3 separate regions of the Mus musculus genome follow, and regions 2 and 3 are each linked to region 1. A link is a contact called in public HiChIP or PLAC-seq and Micro-C data. All regions are on one chromosome and are shown on one strand. The core of a region is the stretch at or near the end of the contact, and the rest is flanking DNA. Distances in the headings are between cores, read along the strand shown. Region 1 has its middle 17 kb from the start of Daam1. Region 2 has its middle 28 kb from the start of Gm40440. Region 3 has its middle 13 kb from the start of Gm40440.

Region 1 (3,265 bases), core at 454-2,953:
TGTCCTGTTTAAAATAGATGGAAAGACAATGGCTTGTTGCTTGGTGGCACCTGCTTACACTTCACTCGTTAGAACGTGACTGTCAGGTAGAAGTGTAAGATAAGCCGATGCCTGCCTGCTTCAAGACTTCTGAGTAGCCACATCTAAACCCGAGCAAAGGCAGTGAATGGGAAAATGGTTGGATAGCAGACACTAGGCTGAGGTTAGGAGCAAGGAGCTCTGGTACACCACAGCAGAGTGCTGACAGACAGTTATGTGCTGTGAGTCACAAAAGGCCAGAGGAAAGGATGTTCACCGTAAAGAAATTATGTAGAGGCTGGAGAGATGGCTCAGAGGGCAAAGAACTTGTCAAACAAGACTGACAACCTGGGTTTAATCTCCAGAACCCAGGGAGAGGTGGAAGGAGAGAACCAAGTCTACAAAACTGTCCTCTAATGTACCCACTCCATACACACATCATGAACACAATAAAGATTAAAATAAGGAACTTAAAAAATATATTTATTTATTATTATATGTAAGTACATTGTAGCTGTCTTCAGACACACCAGAAGAGGGAGTCAGATCTTGTTACAGATGGTTGTGAGCCACCATGTGTTTGCTGGGACTTGAACTCTGGACCTTCGGAAGAGCAGTCGGGTGCTCTTACCCACTAAGCCATCTCACCAGCCCAGGAACATTTTTAAAAGACAAGTGGTAATATGTATTCGAGGAGATACCACATAGCCTATACATACAGGGAACATTATGGGGTAGCCCATTAATGTGTAAAATGTTTATGTGCTTATAAATTAAAAGTTTTTTTTTGTTTTTTTGTTTTTTGTTTTTTGTTTGTTTGCTTTTAGCTGAGGTTGGGGCTAGAGAGATGGCTCAGCAGTTAAGAGTATCGGCTACTCCTGTGGAGTTTTTAAGTTCAGTTCTCAGGACCCATGTACCAGCTCAGACTGTCTGTAACTCCAGGTCCAGGGGATCCAACATCCTCTTCTAGGCACCACTGGTATTGGGTAGATTCATACTCTTATAGAGACACAGGAAAAGCACTCATGGCCATAAAATAGAAAGAAATAATAGCCTAAAAGCTAATATTGCAACTTATTTCTCTAGCCTCAGCAAATATCTAGAAAACAGGTCTGTGATTTTATTAAACTGATTTTGCCTTAAAATAGATATAATTAAAGTAAGCTAATAATTTAATTTGAAAAAGTACATACAGGAGAAATCAACTTTAATATATCTTGATTAACCATACACACGATATTATTTTAAAATACAATTTAAGAATTAGTCACTAGATAGTTTGTAAAGTCTTCAAAATCAGTATATATTTTACACATACCCCATGTCTCAGTCCAGACTAACCTTACTTAAGGTAGATCAATAAACTCTGTGGGGCCAGTATTCCCACGGGAAACACGGCTAACCTAGAACTGTCAACCCAGAGGGGACTCTGTGTCCTACAACTCAAACTTAATGGAGATTTGTGGTATTTCACTTCCTTGCTCCATTTCCACCTGCCATGGCCAGAAACCTGGAACAGACAGGAAGGGAACAGTTTCTTTACATTTAGAAAGGTTTGGGATTTCCAAGGATGATCAGGGAACCCTTGTATCATCTGAGGAATTTAGGGACCTGAGAGAAGTCCTTTGTCAAAAGCAGGCTTTCTTTGTGATGGATCTGAAGCATTCTTTGCATTCTGGGGAATTTGATTTATGTTCTGGCAAACAGCTCTGCTGTCCTTGCGAGGCCTGGGCCTGGCTGTTTGCGCTGTGTCCTCTGTAGTTTGGATTGAAAGGAATTCATCCTTCAGCCCACGCCACCTTTCTTATCTGGGACTACCTGAAATAATGCCCCTCGGAAGCATTTCCTTCTGCCTCTGGTCTCCTTTAAAGGGCCCCGGCTCTTCCTTGAGAGTGGAAGTGAGAACAATGGATTCCATCTCTCTGGTGTTTGGACTTTTTCAAAGCCGACTCACAGGCACCACACTCTGCAGTCGGCCAGGATTGGCACTTTCATGAGGAACTGACTGAAAACTGAAAAATCTCAGCGATCTGACCAGTCTCTGGCAAAGGTTTTCACATTTCAGTATGCAAAGGGATCTATGAGGGTGCCCAGAGCGGGGGCAGTTTTCAAAATTAATTAATTAATTATTTATATTTTTTTCCTGAGACAGGATCATGTTATGTAGATCATGCCATCTTGAACATGCATGTCCTGTTCGTCTGTTTGTTTGTTGTAAAATTAACGTTAGACGCATCTAGGAAGAGGAAACATCCGATTGGCGAGCTTGGTAGGCATTTTCTTGGTTAACGACTGATGTGGGAGGGGCCAGATCACTGCGAGCAGTGCCACTGGGCACCAGGGCAGGTGATCATGAGCCAGAAAGCAGCATCCCTCCATGGCCTCTGCGTCAGGTCCAGCCTCCAGGCTCCTGCTTTGAGTTCCTGCCCTATGTCCCTCAGTGATGGCTAGCTGTGAAGTGAAAAAAAACCTTTTTCCTCCACAATTGGTTTTTGGTTTGGTTTGGTTTGGTTTGGTTTGGTTTGGTTTGGTTTGGTTTGGTTATAGTCTCTGTCACAGCAGTAGAAACCTAACTGGACATTGTGCGTTCTGTGTAACACTGGCACCCTTAAACTTACATCTTTCTACCTTCTCAAGTGCTAGGCTTACAGGTGTTGCGCTGCCATGACCATAGGAAGAACAGATTTGTCTCCTCTTCCTCCTTCTCCTCCTCTTCCTCCTTCTCCTCCTCTTTCTCCTTCTCCTCCTCTTCCTCCTTCTCTTCTTCCTCCTTTTTCTCCTCTTCCTCTCCTCCTCTTTCTTCTTCCTCTTTCTCTTATCATCGTCGTCATCACCATCCTCATCCTCATTAGCCGCGGCGGCGGCAGTGTTATTATTATTAATTTTTTAAAGAAAGGGTCTCACTGTATAGCTCAGGCCGGCCTGGGATTCCCGTACTGATGAGTCTGCCCTTGAGCTCACAGAGCTCCGTCTGCCTCTGGCTCCTGAGTGGTGGGATGAAAAGTTTGTGCCACCACACCCGATATGGAAGTTTATTTTTAACAAGCTCGTCTGCCGCTTCTGAGCCGGGTGCCCTTCCCCCGCCCCCCCCCCTTACAGTTCAGAAACACTGGTGAGGGCTGGAACCCAGGTTCCCAGACCTTGAACTCATTGCTTTGTGCCTAGCCTTGCATTTTACCACGAGCTTGGGTTCGGTTTCTTTGGCTCGGTAGAGGGTTTGCCTGGACAACGTGAAATCCGGAGTGTC
Region 2 (3,194 bases), core at 476-2,975, 200 kb before region 1:
TTGCTATGTAATTCATGATGACTTGAGTTCAAACACCTAGTACAAACAAAACCAAAAGCAAGCAGGTGTGTGTGTGTCTTTAATCCCATACCTGGGGTTAAAACAGATGGGTGGATCCTGAGGGTGTGTGTCTAGCGGAAATGGAGATCTCCAGGTTCAAAAAATTAAGGCGTAGAAGTGATTGTGGAACACATCTGACATTATCGAATTTTGGTCTCACATGCACCTACATGAGTGAGTGTATTCACAGCACACACACATACACACACACATATACACATACACACATGTACACACATAATACACATGCACACATTCACATATACACACATACACATGCACACACACGCATCTACATTTATACACATGTACATGCATACACACATGCGCATGCACACACACATATACACACATGTACACACACAATACATGTACATACACAATACACATACACACATGCACGCATGCACACATACACACATACACACATACACATACACACACACATGAGGGGATATAAAGGGCTTTAGACAAAACTGAACTGGCCTGGCACATTATGATAAAGATGCTCAATAATATATGAAAAGAAAAAGACACTAACAGAAGACACTGGGCAAGCCTCTAGTGTAGAGACTAGACTAGCAGGTTTGCTAGACTGCACCCTGTCCAAGGGACAAAGGACCTTAACTAAAGGCCCACCATGGAGCTGGCAAGGGTTCCTCCTTCAAATTCACCTCATTGTAAAAAAGTCCTGTTTGTTCTCCTTCTTTTGATTTTGTTGCTTTCTAATTAAATTGATTTTGTTTAGATTTATTCTTTTATGTTATATGTATGTTTTGCTGATGTGTGCGTATGCACACTACATGTGTGTCCAATGCCCTCTGAGTTCAGAAGATGGCATCAGATCCTCTGGAGTTACAGCTGTGATACACCATGAGAGGGTGCTAGAAACCAAATCTGAGACCCGTGAGAGAGCACCAAGAATTCTTAAACACGGAGCCATCTCTCCACCCCGTTTTCTAGTTTTTGAGGTAAACTGTTAGTTCTCTCTTATCCAGTTCTCTTTTTAAGAAACAGGCACGGACAAACGCACCCTTCACAGGAGTAAGTTCTGACCACATTCTTTGGGTACTGGAGATATTTTAACCCAGGGTCATCTTATATATTGTTATTTTGAAATGATCCAAATGACATAGCTACTGACAACCATGTCAATTACGCCAATTAAAAGTTTTGACTCCTTTATTTAATGGCCAGACCAAGAGAGTCTTTTGGAGCCCACGTTCAGGGTACAGTGTTTTCAAGCACACAGCTCTAACTACATCAGTGCACATGCGGGCAGGAAGGTATATTAGAGAGAGTTGCCTAGTAACGTCTGCTTTCTTGCAAGGCCAAGCAGAATCTTCCAGACCCTATAGAATGTCTAGACCATGGCCAAGGTCATGGACAGTTCTAGAAATGTCACCAAGGTGAATATGGCTGTTGGGAGTGAAAGGCCTGAGAAGAGCTGCCCAGCCCGGTGTGGCCCCGTTGGGGACAGAGTGACATAGTTCCTGTACCTAGGACAGGGCCCTGGTTTGAGCCCCCACAACTGTTAATGGCTGTTGTGGGCATAAGGCTTGTTTCTGTAATAATGTACATATTTCACATTCCTCAAAGGAATGCCCTCCCTGTTAACTTTAAAGACTCCATGACAATTAGAACCAGCAGGAGTCCAGGAGTCAAGGGTGTGGCTAATGTCTCAGCAAAACACTAGGTAAACACTAGGACCTTCAGGACAGCCCTTAAGGCTATGGGAAAGAGCTCTAGATACATGAGATCAATATATATATAAAACTTCTCAACTGTGCAAAATAGAAGGATGCGATATGAAATATTATGGTCTTCATGAATCTAAAGGAACAGAGGCTGCTATACTATGGTCCTACCCAACTAGTTTATTGTCTGTGCTTAACAAAGGCAGACAGATCTCAGAATTCTTTTGCAATGTTAAGAAAAAAATGTCGGGCTGGTGAGATGGCTCAGTGGGTAAGAGCACCCGACAGCTCTTCCAAAGGTCCTGAGTTCAAATCCCAGCAACCACATGGTGGCTCACAACCATCCGTAACAAAATCTGATGCCCTCTTCTGGAGTGTCTGAAGACAGTTACAGTATATATATATATATATATATATATATATATATATATATATATAGAGAGAGAGAGAGAGAGAGAGAGAGAGAGAGAGAGAGAGAGTCTGATTACAGTCTCGAAAGAATCAAAAGACTGTGGCCAGCAGTAACTGATTCAACGATAATCAAAAGGCAACCTGAAGCAAATGACTGGATTGATATGTAAAATAAGAGACTGGTCTTAGGAGCTGAGATGAGCTATCCAGAGATTTTCTTAGGAAAAAAAGAAAGAACTGTTTAGAAAATGGACTGACTCTCTCTCTCTCTCTCTCTCTCTCTCTCTCTCTCTCTCTCTCTCACACACACACACACACACACACGCGCGCACACACACACACACACACACAAGCAAGCAAGCAGGGCATAGACAGAGAGATCTCTTAGAATAACAAGCAGAACACAGGTCATCAGCTTGGACCCACAATGTGACTTCAAGTCCTTCTTTTTGCCACTCTCAGACATCCCTTCTCTCAGAATCCTTCTCGAGCCTAGGCTGGTCCTTGGCATGTGACCAGATGGGCAAAATAACATCAGGACATGATGGCAATTACCTTAGGCATTTCAGTTTTATAAATGCAAATGGCCAGATTTAGCAAATAAAACACAACCCCCCCCAGTTAAATTAGAATTTTGAGTAGATGGCGTGTAAAATTTTAAGAATGTGGTAAATGTTGCACATGAAACAGCCTGAAAAATGTTTCCTTTCTACCTGGAGTTAAAATTTAACAAAGACCATGTATAGCTGGGTGGGGTGGCTCAGTACCTAACGGTATTTACTGCCATGCTTTTCAAACAACCTGAGTTTGATCCCTGGAACCTATATGGTAGAAGGAGAGAGCTGACTTCAGCAAGTTGTCCTCTGACCTCCACAGGTGTACACACACATAAATAAATAAATAAATAAATAAATAAATAAATACTTAAGTCAATAAATGTAAAAATAACTTGAAGAACTAAACAAATATCTTATATTTTATCACCAATCCTATAAAAATAGATCTAAATGTAGTGAGAGGCCAGAT
Region 3 (2,934 bases), core at 429-2,928, 240 kb before region 1:
CATAGGCCATAAAGATTTTCTCCCATTCTGGGGGTTGTCTCTTCAGCTGCTGATTGTTTTCTTGGCTTTTGCAAAAGGATTTTTTTTTACCAATAATTTATTATTTTTTATTCACTTTACATCCTGATCACACTCCCCCTCTCTCCTCTCCTCCCAATCCTACCCTTAAGAATCCTCACCACCACCACTACACCCTCCTCTTCTCCTCAGACATCCCTGGCATATCTAGTCCCAGGCAGTCCGGGTAGGCAGAAGGGCCTCCAGTAGCAGGGAAAGATTTTAATTTAATGCAATCCCATGTGTCAATTCTCGGAGTTATTTCCAAGTTTCTGCAATCCTTTCAGGATGCTCATCAACATCTATAGCTTAGTGGGTTTTCCCTGGTACGTTCAGCATTTTGGGTCTTACACTAAGGGCTTTGGCCCATTTTGCATTGATTTTTGTGTAGAATGAGAGGTGAGGACTTAGTTTCATTCTTATGTATGTGAATATCCAGTTCTCTCAAGACTGGTTGTTGAAGAGGCTGTATTTTTATCTTTTTGCCAAAATTTGGCAAGTTGTAACTATACGAGTTTAATTCTGGGTTTCTGTTGGATTTAATTAGTCTATGTGCCTGTTTTTGTGTCAGTACCTGTAGAAATAAATTAAACCAGGACAACCCTACAAGAATAACTATCATAAGAAATCTATAACCAGGCAGTGGTTCAAACCTTTAATCTCAACATTTGGGAGGCGAAGGCAGGCACATAAAAATTACAGTGATTTAAATTTAAAATCTACGTGCAAAAGTGACCAAGCCAGCTCAGTCATTCAACAGGGTCTCAAGGGAAGGAGTGAGGATCGAAAAGAAAAAGACAATTAGACAGCACTATAACCTGACTCCCGCCAGTGCTGAGGCTGAAGCGGGTTAATTTTCTTCCCAGTCGGCTTTCATATCATTCTAGGTACTTGCAGAGACTAGGGTCAGTTCTTAGATCAAAGACAAAGTAATCAAACAAGGCAAAGAACAAAGAGAACACACCAGATAGTAATCAAACAAAGCAATAAGCTAAGTCCCAGGAATCCCTGGTCTGGAGGTTTATGAGGATTACCAAGACAAAAGGAAGGTCGCTCATTCCTTGCCGGGACTTACCTTGATCCTTGCAGTGGCCCAAATGCAAATAATCCTGTCTGATCCTGCTTCCTCCGCCAGAGCCCGTGACAAGTACTTTCCAAATTTCTATACCAAAAGCTCTCCACACAAAAGTCAGCCAGAAATTCAAACTGAATGTCCTTTGTGATCTGAAAAGAAATACCCTTAAACCTTCAATTTATATATAAAGAGATAGGGGAATAGAGGTATATTTATCTACACAGACTAAGGTATATTTAGTTTCAAAGTTTCAAAATAATTATTTGACAGATAATTTTTTTTGTTGCCAAAACCATTTTGCCCTAGGACAGATATAAATGCCCCAAAAAGGAAGCCCTCGGAGTTAGGGTTGAGGCAGGACTTAGTTTTTATATTTTCCAGGAGAATAAAAGCATCCAACGAAGTTATCTAGAGACTACTGGACAGGCGAACCATCTAAAAAAAAAAAAAAAAAAGGATGGATCATCAAGAGAAAATGTCCCAAGAGTAAACTGGCCAAACGGTATCAGCCACCTTCAGCTCATCTCTGCTGCCCTCTACAGTCACAAATGGAAAATGATCTTTATTGGTCCCAAGTCAAATAAAAATTAAAGCTGGCTGTGGAGTTGGAGTGCGGCTCTCTCTTTCTTGAAAACCATGCTTGCTTGTTAAAGGAAAATGCAAAAATCTCCGTCTAATATCAGAAGAGCCACCTGGTATGGAACAGAGGAAAACAAAAAGTAAGAGACGATTCTACTATCACTAATCTCATAATCTTTTGGTTTTCATCTGGGTCTCTAAAACTTTTCTTAAGGTATAAATATTATCCCCCAAATCTACAAGATTATTATGTATACACAGACTTTGTTGTGATACCGTAGTAGTGAAGTAGTAGATAGTAGCCATACAGAGTACTAACTAATTCTACAAATAAGTATAAGACTCTGGCAAGACTTAGCTTACCAGGGACTCCCTAAGTGAATGACACAGAACCAGGAATCGATGTAAAAAGCAAGAGGAATTTTTTGTTCCAACATGTTGAGGTCGCCCTGCACATGGAGAGAGAGAACGACCATGCTCAGCCCGTCCTGCAAGCCTCTATACAGTTCTTAAGGCAGCAGCCATTAGGCACAATGTGATTGGTAGAACAGTGTGATTTTTAAACTGATTGATTGGTTATTAGGAAATGACGTAGGTGGCCAATGGTTGCAGAATGTGTCTAAGAGCTCTGGGCCTCCCCTACCCGCAGTGCTTGGTCCCTCCTCCCTGAGGTCAGAGGAATGTAATTAGCCCCTCCCTTCCGGACGGGAGGGGTGCCTATGACCTTTCTTTCCCAGGAGGGGAGGGGTCTGGTGGCATTTTCTAAAGTTCCTGAGCTGACCTCTTCATAAGCTCATCTAGCGTCCTGTACATGTTTCCAGGTTTGAGTCTGAAGCAGGTAACTAGGAGGTCCTCAAACCTTTTGGACACCTGCTGAATATGGCATTTAAAATGTTTAGACTTTCTACAATCAACTGTGACCCACCTGTGATCGTTGAGGTCTCCAAGAAGATAATAGGGCCCTGCAAGGATGAATCCGCCTGGATTGTGGTAACGCTAACCACTGAGAAAGACTGCCCCAGGAGGCTCCTGCTGCCAGGTTCTGTGAAGACAGTGAACATCTTTGGGTTTTGACTGCTGTGTTCTTCCTAGCTAGGATTGCCACTAAGCTGACAAACACCACCCAGAGATCAGCTTTGGTCTACACACTGCTCGGGACATTCAAATGGCACATGAGACTGACATGAACATTTTACAGAACCTTGACCTTAAAAACACTTAAT

What was found. Hi-C and Micro-C count contacts between places; a contact is called where the count stands out from the background. HiChIP or PLAC-seq counts read pairs in DNA pulled down with a chosen protein or histone mark.
Region 2: a contact with region 1 is called in an H3K27ac HiChIP or PLAC-seq map of embryonic stem cells, with 3 times the contacts expected there. The contact joins two enhancer-like sites. A contact is called at or near these places in 2 of 39 promoter capture datasets (embryonic stem cells and epiblast stem cells), 5 of 484 Hi-C or Micro-C datasets (bone marrow-derived macrophages, embryonic fibroblasts, group 2 innate lymphoid cells and 2 more), 9 of 115 datasets of contacts at active chromatin or transcription factors (bone marrow-derived macrophages, embryonic basal ganglia, embryonic forebrain and 2 more) and 2 of 9 other capture datasets (embryonic stem cells and pancreatic islet).
Region 3: a contact with region 1 is called in a Micro-C map of embryonic stem cells, with 2.4 times the contacts expected there. The contact joins two enhancer-like sites. A contact is called at or near these places in 18 of 39 promoter capture datasets (the 3T3-L1 cell line, 3T3-L1-derived adipocytes, the HPC-7 cell line and 12 more), 47 of 484 Hi-C or Micro-C datasets (the 3T3-L1 cell line, the AML12 cell line, B cells and 29 more), 10 of 115 datasets of contacts at active chromatin or transcription factors (embryonic basal ganglia, embryonic forebrain, embryonic hindbrain and 5 more) and 2 of 9 other capture datasets (adipose tissue and embryonic stem cells).

The regions. Positions count from the first base shown.
Region 1 is chr12:71,812,494-71,815,758 of GRCm38.p6, reverse strand. No RefSeq gene overlaps it. Among named protein-coding and RNA genes, the nearest start is that of Daam1, 17 kb to the left of the region's middle. Within about 2 kb of position 1,703, at least 14 of the 459 cell types and tissues checked have an H3K27ac peak or open chromatin away from gene starts, as enhancers often do. A contact at or near this core is called in embryonic stem cells, where this site is marked.
Region 2 is chr12:72,010,097-72,013,290 of GRCm38.p6, reverse strand. No RefSeq gene overlaps it. Among named protein-coding and RNA genes, the nearest start is that of Gm40440, 28 kb to the left of the region's middle. Within about 2 kb of position 1,725, at least 5 of the 459 cell types and tissues checked have an H3K27ac peak or open chromatin away from gene starts, as enhancers often do. A contact at or near this core is called in embryonic stem cells, where this site is marked.
Region 3 is chr12:72,052,220-72,055,153 of GRCm38.p6, reverse strand. No RefSeq gene overlaps it. Among named protein-coding and RNA genes, the nearest start is that of Gm40440, 13 kb to the right of the region's middle. Within about 2 kb of position 1,678, at least 12 of the 459 cell types and tissues checked have an H3K27ac peak or open chromatin away from gene starts, as enhancers often do. A contact at or near this core is called in embryonic stem cells, where this site is marked.